Regions from separate parts of the Danio rerio genome. Here region 1 is linked to region 2. The links are chromatin contacts, called in public Micro-C maps. All regions are on one chromosome and are shown on one strand. Each heading gives the region's core, a stretch centred on a gene start, on an enhancer-like site or on the middle of the called end of the contact. The rest is flanking DNA. Distances are from core to core; before and after follow the strand shown. Region 1 overlaps klf8 (Kruppel like factor 8). Region 2 holds the start of klf8 (Kruppel like factor 8).

Region 1 (5,385 bases), core at 309-2,808, 53 kb after region 2:
ACTATAATCTGCTGTTTTACTCCATAGAACTCTGGGAGTCCTGCAAGAACACTTTCTTTACCATTCCAGATGACTTTGTTAATAAGTTATTTGAGTACTTGCAGAGATGTATGGATGCAGTCGTCCAAGCTCATGGGAGTCAAACACGGTAATAAAACAAAAAATTGTTTTCAACTGCACTATGACTTTGTATCCTGCACTGGACATAATTTCTGTCAAGTTTTGTCTAAGCAAAGTCAGACCTTACTGTCCTAATTAAATAACTCAAAATTAAGGCTTGCTCATTTTTTGTTTTGGTAAAATAAGCGTAATCTAGAGGGATTTACCTATCATATAAGCCACTTCTGATACTAAATAATCAACTAGAAGTCAAGTTATTATTTGTTGTTCCTAAAACTTGGATTGGCGAAGAGACTTTTGTCAGGTAGTGTAGTGTCACACTGGGTTATATGGGCTGCGTCTGAAACCGCCTACTACTCAGTAGGTACTGCATTTAAATTTAAACGTACTACTCGGCCGTTAGAAAAGTACATTCTATACAGTATGAATGTGAAAAGTATGAATGGAATTCGGACATACTACATTCACCATTTTGTCATGGTCACGTGACCTACCTGCGCCAGTTACGTCGCTTCACTTCCATTCATGAATTCTCTCGCCGGGCATTATGGGATAGCGCAGCGTGCATGGGATGCGCATTCCAGAATCTCGCCGGAAGTAGTAAGTTATCCGGGTACTTCTCGCATACTGATTTTCGAATTCTATGAATTTGGACATACTACTCTGCTCGCATAATGATTTAAGCGTACTGTATAGTATGGAAGTATGCAGTTTCGGACGCAGACATGGTTTTCTCTGACATAATGCATGAATTTCCTATATGAATTGAATGATTAACTAAAATAGCCAATTGTAAAAATGAGTCCTCAGGTATTTATTAATGATTTTACAATTTTCTTTTTTATTAATAAGAGCTGTAATTTATTAAACCAATCTTGAGTCAGTCAAACCATAGGACAGTTTTAAGATTTGACAAAAAAAATGAGCAAAGCAGTTTATATAACAAGTGCTTCATGGAAGACTATGAAGTGTTTAACCATTTACTTTTTTAATGATGATGATACTAATTACATTCATATTTTGTCAGGTGTGACATTGAAAATACAACAACACGTCAACAAATCTAAATGTTGTCATAAAAACAGCCAAATCAAACACAACTGGTTTTGATAACGAGAGCCACAAGGCTTCCTGTTGCAACACTCGCTCTTTCCACCGCAAGCCGTTTCCTACAACTGCTAATAGATATTGAGCACACTCAATTAACATCCCACACAGCACGCTAGCGATAATTGGGTCACTTATTGATGTGGTCCTTCCGACTCTGGCACTACATCTTTACGTGCTTTTCTTCAGGTTCGAGCAGTGGAAAACAACATAGGACTGCAAGAAAGGTGGAGCAGCTGAAGGGTGGGGATGCAGAGAGAATGAGGTGGCAGGGTGGAGAACCATAGAGAGCCAAAGCGAGATGTGGGTGGGATCGAGAGAGAGAGAGCGAAAATGAGTCAGCTGATATACCTCCCAGTTTCCATGACAACCGGAGGCCTTTCCCACCCACTCTCCCCTTATTCTGTGTGTGTTTGGCTCCCACCCCGGCCCACTCGCTCTGGTTTTCTCTCAGCTGTTTCCTTCAGTTACACAACCTCTGTCTGTACCTGTCTTCAGTTTTTCTTTCTTTTTGTTTGTTGTTTGTTAGATGTCATGAGAATTTGTTGTTCTGTGATTTTTGTCATTTAAGTCCTTATCATTTTGTGTGAATGCTTCAAACTTAAAGACTTACATTTCAACGAATTGACTAGAAATGTAATGATTTAAAAGAGATATGACTGTTTATTATTGTTTCTGCTAATACTTGTGTTGGAGTATTGAAAAAAAATTGTAGTTTGTACCTAATTTTGAGTAGGCTTTGAGTAAATTTGTTTTTTAAATATGTTGACGAAACTCTCTCAAAAGATGTAATTGATTAATCCAAAAGTAGTTTTGTTAACGCCGCAAATGTTTGAATATTTCGCTACTAAATGCTTTAAACTGGCTTGGAATATTTAAGGGGGTAGTTCACTCAAAAATGAAAATTTGGCTCATTTATTCTTCCTCATGTGGTTTTAAAACTTTAAGGTTTTCTTAGTTTTCTTGTTTTTTTAGTTGTTTGCTTCCTTCCATTTTGTTGTTTCTTTTTTGTTGATTCTTTTTTTCTTTTATTGTTTCTATTTGTTGGTTCCTTCTTTCTTTCATGGGTTCTTTCTTTCTTTTGTTGGTTCTTTCTTTCTTTTGTTGATTTTTTTTGTTGTTGGTTCTTTCTTTCTTTCTTTCTTTCTTTCTTTCTTTCTTTCTTTCTTTCTTTTTCCTTTGGTTCTTTCTTTTGTTGGTTCTTTCTTTTGTTGTTTTTTTCTTTCTTTCATTTGTCCTTTTTGTTTCTTTTTTTTCTTTAATTGATTCTTGGGTGAGGCAGTGGCGCAGTAGGTAGTGCTGTCGCCTCACAGCAAGAATGTCGCTGGGTCGCTGGTTCAAACCTCGTCTCAGTTGGTGTTTCTGTGTGGAGTTTGCATGTTCTCCCTGCCTTAGCGTGGGTTTCCTCTGGGTGCTCCGGTTTCCCCCACAGTCCAAAGACATGCGGTACAGGTGAATTGGGTAGGCTAAATTGTCCGTAGTGTATGAGTGTTTGTGTGAATGTGTGTGTGGATGTTTCCCAGAGATGGGCTGCAGCTGGAAGGGCATCCGCTGCGAAAAAACTTGCTGGATAAGTTGGTGGTTCATTCTGCTGTGGCGACCCCGGATTAATAAAGGGACTAAGCCTGCAAGAAAATGAATGAATAATTGATTCTTTCTTTTTTCCTTGGTTCTTTTTTGTTGGTTCTTTCCTTTGTTGGTTCCTTTTTTTTTCGCTGGTTCTTTCTTTCATAGTTTTTTCTTTCTTTTGTTGTTTCTTTTTCATTTTTTCTTTTGTTGGTTCTTTTTGTTGGTTCTTTTTTTGTTGATTGTATTTGCTGATTCTTTCTTTTGTTGGTTCTTTTTGTTGGTTCTTTCTTTTTTCATTGGTTCTATTTGTAGGTTCTATTTTTTTGTTCCTTCTTTCTTGTGTTGGTTCTTCATTGATTCTTTATTTTGTTGCTTCCATTTGTTAGTTCTTTCTTTCGTTGGTTCTTTCTTTCATTGTTTCTTTCTTTCTTTCTTTCTTTCTTTCTTTCTTTCTTTCTTTCTTTCTTTCTTGTAAGAAAACAAAATACCATGCAATTCAATTGGTACCAGCCTTCAGCATTTTTAAAATTACCTTCTTTTGTGGGTATTACTTTTATTGATATTCTCAAATAGGTTTTTCACTTTTTTGTGGTGAACTGTTGCATGCAGTTAGGTGAATGGAATGCATGAGTGACCTGCGTGCGGTGCACTTTTTCAAAATGTATGTGCATCTTGCCATTTCCATATCCAAAATGTGCATAAAAAGAAATGGATGGAAACATGGCTAATGGTTACCGGTTATAGGCTTACTTTGAAATAAATCGTCTTTAGTGTTCAACAAAATATCATCATACAGGTCTGATTCAAGTAAAGTGTTTTGGTTTAACTATATGTCTCAGTGCAGGGGGAATTTAATGGGTGTAGCTTACAAATACACACAAATACACACACACACACACACACACACACACACACACATCTCTGTGTTGAGCTTGTGTGTGTATAAATTTGTGTGACTGGGCTTGGCTGTGTTGAGTTGGATTCACGCCAGGTCCAGGCCTCCTTCTCTGCAGCGTAGAGGCCCGATCTGGCCAGCCATTGTTCCTGTGTTTTTGTGGAGCTGCCGCACAGCTGAGCGAGAGCGCTCCATACCCTCCCTTTCCTTTCTGTCCTTCCTAATCTCTTTCCTCGCTTCGTTTGCTCGTCCACAGTCCTTCCTTATCTCCCTCATAGCCTCTTTTTCTTCTCAGTTCTCTTCTATTTTTGTGCCTCCACAGAAGCAAGAGCCGCTAGACGATTGCCTTGAGCCCACAGACCTCAAAATCAAGTCCTCGCCTCCACCGCTCTGCATCATCAGCACCCAACACAGCGATGCCGACCAGACCGAACCCGTGGACCTGTCGCTCAACAAGCCCCGTCCATCGCTTCCTATAGCCACCGCGACCTCCACCCCTGCAAACCTGCCTCCCCAGAACATCACGGCGAGTGCCACCATCCCGGCGGTGCTGTCGCAGGGCTCTATATTGGCGTCCACGCAAGGGGTCGGAGGTCAGCAGATCCTGCACGTCATCCACACCATACCCTCCGTCAACATGCCAAGTAAACTAGGCCAGCTGCAAACCATCCCTGTGGTTGTGCAGTCTTTACCAGTGGTCTACACAACCGTTCCCACAGACGGCATGGCCACCGCTGCCATCACCGTCCCACTCATCGGGAGCGACGGCCGGTCGGAGGGATCAGGTGAGATGGATGTGACCCATTGCACTAGTTAGTCTCACTTTATCATGCTGTTTTCAAAATGAAAATTACCTCACCATTTACTCTCTCTCATGTGGTTTTAAACCGTTCATTCTTTTCCATTTCGTTCAGTTTCATTCTTCTGTTGAACACAAAAGAAGATGTTTCAAAAGTGCTGGTTCTTAAAACACAACATTAGCAAATAAAATGAATTTAAATATAAAAAAATGTCGGCCATATATATTGTGATATATAGTATTTATACAGATCCAGCAAATGACTGAATAGCACTATTTGAAAAGCGTTTTGGGTACACTTCATTTTAAGGTTCATTTCTCACTCTTAGGGCGTACTCACACTATGTACAGTTGCCTTGAACTGGGCCAAAGCACGCTTGTCCCCCTCCCATCTTCCCCGACGACCTGCACTCACATTACAATCGGGCCTGGGCACGCTTATGTCATCGATGCTGCACTGTTCAGCAAGCGCTCTCGCTCAGCACAGTAGAGATTTCTCTAGTTATATCGCTTTAGTCCTTAGGGATGCGGTGACACGCAGTCAGATATTTTGCCGAACAGATCAGCCACATTTGACGCTCATAAACAGTCATGAAGCCCTCGTGCTGCAGGAATTAGGAGGTTTACTAATAAACTATAGCAGTTTGCGTTCACTGAACAGTAAGAATGATTAATAAATCCATATGAAACAGCCCCTTAAAAGTCACGTCTCGCTTTCAGTTTCAGGCTTTGGCGCGTTTTGCACTCACACAAAAGCCTACCGCTATAAAGCCCAAGTGAACCACGCTCGTGCCTGAGCCCGATTCAGCGCACTCACACTTCTCAAATCATCCGGGAAATGGGCCTGTGCACGGTACGGATAGCATAGTGTGAGTAGGCCCTTAAGCCTGGTTTA
Region 2 (5,208 bases), core at 1,942-4,441:
CTTTAATCATCAGGGGTTGCCACAGCGGAATAAACCGCCAACTTATGCAGTATATTTTACTGCCATTCCAGCTGCAACCCAGTACTGGGAAACACCTATACACCTCATTCTCTCTCTCTCACACACACACACACACTACGGACAATTTAGCTTATTCAATTCAACTATGGCGTATATATTTGGACTCTGAGGGAAACTGAAGCACCCGGAAGAAAACAACGCAAACTTGAGGAGAACATGCAAACTCCACACAGAAATGCGACTGACCAGGTCGGAACTGGAACCAGCGACCTTCTTGCTGTGTGGCGACAGTGCTAAGCACTGAGCCACCGTGTCGCTTTCTAATTGATCTTTTTTTGTGTAAACGAATAAACATACTTCATTATACCAACTACGGATTATTACATTATTCACATATTTTATCCCTATTGTAATTTTTAGGTCAATTTGGGCCAAAGTATGTGTCAAATCATTTAATAAAAATAGTTAAATAAATATGAAAGAATAGTTATACGTTCCTTTCATTACAACAAATTAAAATGTTTAACTGTTACACAAACTTCTCACATTCAGAACACAAGACAAGACAAGCCAGCAAGTAGAGGTTACATCGTCACTCAGGTCAAAAAAAGATATACAATAACGATAAACTAAATAAAACAATGATTTATGATCAACATTAAAACGTGTCGTACGTTTAATTAACTACCACTCAACCTATCGACCAATGTGTGTTATCATCATCAATAAGTCTTAACGGCTGTAATCGACTAGACCTTAGTGATGGGATTTTTCAAATCAGAGTTCATTGAAAGTCAATGTTTTGGTTTGACAAGTTTTGTTACTGGCTTCAGACCGAAACTAAAAACAAAAAATACCGTTTAGTCCTCTTCCTTACCGCTTCATGTTTACACTTTCCCTCTATTTCCCGTTCCGACAGGAAAGAAGCTGTGGCGGAGAGGATTTTGGGAAATGTAGTTTTAACTCAAAGACTCTCATTCGCGGTGCTCTGCAAATGCCTATCTTTGTAAAAAAAAAAAAAAACCTTAACAGTATTTTCATCCTTCTTTTATTCAAATGTATTGAACTAAACTAAACTATTAAAATGTGCTAAACAGTTTAATTAATAAATAAATAAAATAAAAAAACGAGTTTAGGACTAATTGATTTTTATTTGTGTACTTTCAATTTACACAGTTTATCCAACAAAAGGAAACCATTACTAAACCAATTTATTTAAAAGGGATTTGTTTTTGTTTATTACTCAAAAAAGCAAAAACAAGCAAACACAAAAAACAGTGTAAAATCTTGCGTTGATTCAGAAAGCGAGCACTATGATGGCAGCTGTTGTGATATTGACATTGCAGCCACAAAAATATTAACATGATCACTCATTTATAGCCCTTACAGTCCTGGTGAAAATAAACGCGTATATGTCCCAGCTTCATATTTCCCGTTACACAAATACTTCCAGTTAAGTGGAAAGAAAAGACCATGGGAAATGTGTTTCAGAACAACTGAACATCACAGTCTATAGAAGCAGATTCATTCAAGCCTTTATCCTAAATTATAACTGTATACATTCATGACCCTCCACCTGAATGTCGGATAAGTCAACCATCCAATCTTCAGGGTATGATTGCTGAAAGTTGGCTTTGTAAGTAAGCCGTAATGGTGCGACAAATATATTTACTGCGTAGTTTGTATAGTAACCCTTTACATTGCAATATGCTACATTGTAACTTGCGTACTGTTGGTGAATCCTTGCCTTCCTATCAGCTGAAAAGTTTTGCTGCCACTCACCAAACTCTTCTCGACTATTCTCTATAAACTGAAGACATATTTCTATGTGAAATATATATTTTATATACCAGCAGTTTTTGAAATACTCATCCTGCATTAACAACAATGCCCTCAAAGTCTCTTTATTCATCTTTCTTCGTCTTCAGATGCTCAGTTTGAACTTCTGCAGATTGTCTTGACCACGTGCCTTAACGCATTGAGTTGCTGCCCTGTGATTTGGACAGTTTATGTAATAAACAGCTATTTAATTTTGTTTCTATTTTTTCTCAAGGTTTTCCATGTTTCATTTTAATTATTGCTTCATTCAGTAAACACTTTAAACTAGTCAAAATAAAAGTGTTATTTGTTAAAATGTATGATTATGTTCTAACAGTATTTGTACTTTTATTTGGGAATAAATGCCATCAGTTTGCAGAACAAAACAAAAGTTTTTTTTACACAAACACAACGAACGCCACTTGGTCAAAATAACAAAAGGGATATATTCAGACATGTTTATAGACTATTTATGTTAACACATTGATGTTTTTTGCTACTTAAAAGTAAATATATATATATATATATATATATATATATATATATATATATATATATATATATATATATATATATATATATATATATATATATTAGGTAGAATAACCCTGCCTCTCAGTAACAAAAAAAAAAACAAAAAAAAGATGAATTGCCATTTTATGGGGGAAAATGCTCCAAAAAAAAAACAAAAAAAAAACGATATTTTTACCCAAACACATACCTACGAAATCCAATTTATTTCCGATACAGGGTTCCACACTATTCATTCAGGTTATCCCAACACAAATAGATTAAGTCAACTAAACATTTAAGTGGATTGAACATAAAACGATCAAGTTGTCCCACATAAAATCTCAAAAATTGTGTTGTTTTAGCTCATTTTAAATACGTAGTTCGAACAAGCAGCAATATATATATATATATATATATATATATATATATATATATATATATATATATATATATATATATATATATATATATATAAAACTGTACTACAAATGCTGAATAATGCAATATGAACAAACACACTAAGAACAATAAATAAAATACGTCTTTTTTGTCTGCTTTTGCTCAAATTAGGGGTAATTTTATCTCCAAAAACTAGTCATTCTCATATAAGGCATCATCACCTCTGTAACACATGCAAAAAAGGACCAAAAAAAGTCGAGCAACTTCGAACATCCGGTGCAACTTGACGTCATTAGGCGAGGTGACAAAGTGATGATGATGATGTTTCTGAACTTCTATTATTGTGGTGGCGCGCTGACACACACACACACACACACACACACTTGCAGCGGCTGTGATTGACACAGTGAAGGGGTGGGGACGCAGGGTGGGGTCAGCAGCAGGGAGAGGCGGAGGAGAGACTCACAGCTCGAGCCCAACCCTGAAACACGGCAACAAACACACACCGAAAGACGAACGGGGCGACGGAAAGAGGGCTTGTTTCTCGACGCCAGGGATATGATTTCTGTGAACCTCCGAGCCAACGAGCGCACATTTCTTCTCTAATACTGAGGCGGATAATACTGACTGTTATTCAAATCTCACCCCGCCCGAGCCGACCGACCCCCCCTCCACTCCACCCCTTCACCGCCGCTTAGATACCGAGATGCACACGGAGACTCGGAACAAAAAAGTAAGTCTGTTTATCGTTTGCAATCGACACATTTGCAGCATAGCTTTGGCCGGCTGTGGTTGTTCGCTTTCTGTTCTGCAGGACTCCTCCGGAGTTCCTCATCTGTGAGCAGTTACCCGGTTTCGGTTTGCTCTGCCGTTAACCGTAATGAGCCGATAATATCATCTGAGCGATTCCCGTGCATGCGCCTCTGAGCCCGTGCTTAACTTATCCGCGAACCTGACACGTTGACTCGGGCGCATTTAAAACAGCTGTGCAAAGTGTTAAAGTCAGATAGGGAGAGATTGAGCGACTCGTCTGTCAGAGCCGTCGAGGGTCTGCAGTGCCGTTTTAAAGCGGTGAAGGCAGGAAGGAAGCGCGCCGAATGCAGCTCGCCGGAGAGACACCATCTTAGCTGCTTTCTTAAAGGGGCCGCAGCCTTTATTCTTATGGGGTGATGAGGACATTCTGTTATGCTTGTTGGTCCTCTCAGTTCTGTGTTTTGTATTCCGTGGCTTTCGCTGTTATAAAGAGATGTCAGTGTTTTGGCTAATAATGTCAGGCTCCAGCTAATACCACGCAGGTTACAGCAGTAGACTGTAAGTTATACATAAAACTGTCATGAACATCCCATGATGTCAAGTGAGAAAGGGAGGGGGTGCATTAGTGTAAGTGGTTTGTTTGTTTGTTTGTTTGTTTTTGTTGCACATACACATGTATTGGAACGTCAGGGTCATCATATTGACACGTCTCCTCCTGTAGTACCCTTGAATGTATCTGCAGGGTCATACATTACATTAATTAAAAACATTTTAGCACAAATTTGACTATCACTTATCTTGTTCTGAAATGTACTTGCTCTGGCATTTACAAATTGGAAAAAACATCTATGTTGACGTTTATCAAGCATGTTAATCAAATAATCATTTTTAATTTATTGTAAATATGTACAAACTTAATACAAACATCTACATCTCACAACAATTAAGAACAAATAAAACAAAATATTATATTAACAATACTATCAAAGTATAAATAGATGCTAGGGGTAAAAATAAATAAATAGCTAAGATAATAATAAGAAAAACATTTTATTATTTAAATTATATTTACATAATACTTCATAAGTGTTTTTGTGGCTTTTCTGTTTTCAATGTTACACAGTGTAGTACCATATTGTTTAAATGGTAAGCTAATTTCTTGTCATGTTAATCAAATAATCATGTTATTATAGGCTAATCAAATGATTTTAATAGAAATAAACTGACTAACTGTTATTTTTGTTTCGATAAAAGTTTTGATATCACAAACGCTATTGATTATTTCTAAAAATTTAATTTACAATTGACGATCCACAGACCAGTATTGTAACTATTTCATATAAATACAGTGAGTAGTCAGAAAAGGGATAGAATGTAGCATATGGAAAACAATCAATTCATTGCTTTGGAGAATACATGCAAATTAAATCGCAGTCAAAAAATAATTAATTAATTAATTTAATACATTTAAAACTGTATTTTGTCAACAACGTGAAAAAGTTAATTGTTTATTATATCACAATTGCTATTATAATATTGTAATAATAAATGCTAATGTTACAAACAAAACATTAGTCCATGGTGTTAATAAAGAGCTAATTATGCAAAACAACAACTGCTATATAACCACTAAGGCTGCACAAATAATATTTGACCTGCATAAGTTTCACTACTATATTTTTTATGATAACGGAATTTAAGAAT

Evidence for each region. A called contact is a pair of places that touch in the nucleus more often than the background predicts.
Region 1: a Micro-C map of caudal fin shows a contact between it and region 2, with 4 times the contacts expected there. The contact joins the enhancer-like site here to the promoter of klf8 in region 2. A contact is called at or near these places in 2 of 18 Hi-C or Micro-C datasets (caudal fin and hematopoietic stem cells) and 1 of 4 datasets of contacts at active chromatin or transcription factors (caudal fin).

Annotation. Positions count from the first base shown.
Region 1 is chr21:41,388,328-41,393,712 of GRCz12tu, forward strand. klf8 (Kruppel like factor 8) reads left to right here. Exons shown (of 6, transcript NM_001080003.2): 3 at 4,014-4,476. It overlaps LOC141379903 (a long non-coding RNA gene), which reads right to left. Exons shown (of 3, transcript XR_012396869.1): 3 at 4,224-5,385. Among named protein-coding and RNA genes, the nearest start is that of klf8, 55 kb to the left of the region's middle. Within about 2 kb of position 1,559, at least 37 of the 62 cell types and tissues checked have an H3K27ac peak or open chromatin away from gene starts, as enhancers often do. A contact at or near this core is called in caudal fin, where this site is marked.
Region 2 is chr21:41,333,306-41,338,513 of GRCz12tu, forward strand. It overlaps klf8 (Kruppel like factor 8), which reads left to right and starts at 3,192. Exons shown (of 6, transcript NM_001080003.2): 1 at 3,192-3,484. The coding sequence starts at 3,458. It overlaps rbm41 (RNA binding motif protein 41), which reads right to left and starts at 947. Exons shown (of 8, transcript NM_001007405.2): 1 at 899-947. The coding sequence starts at 906.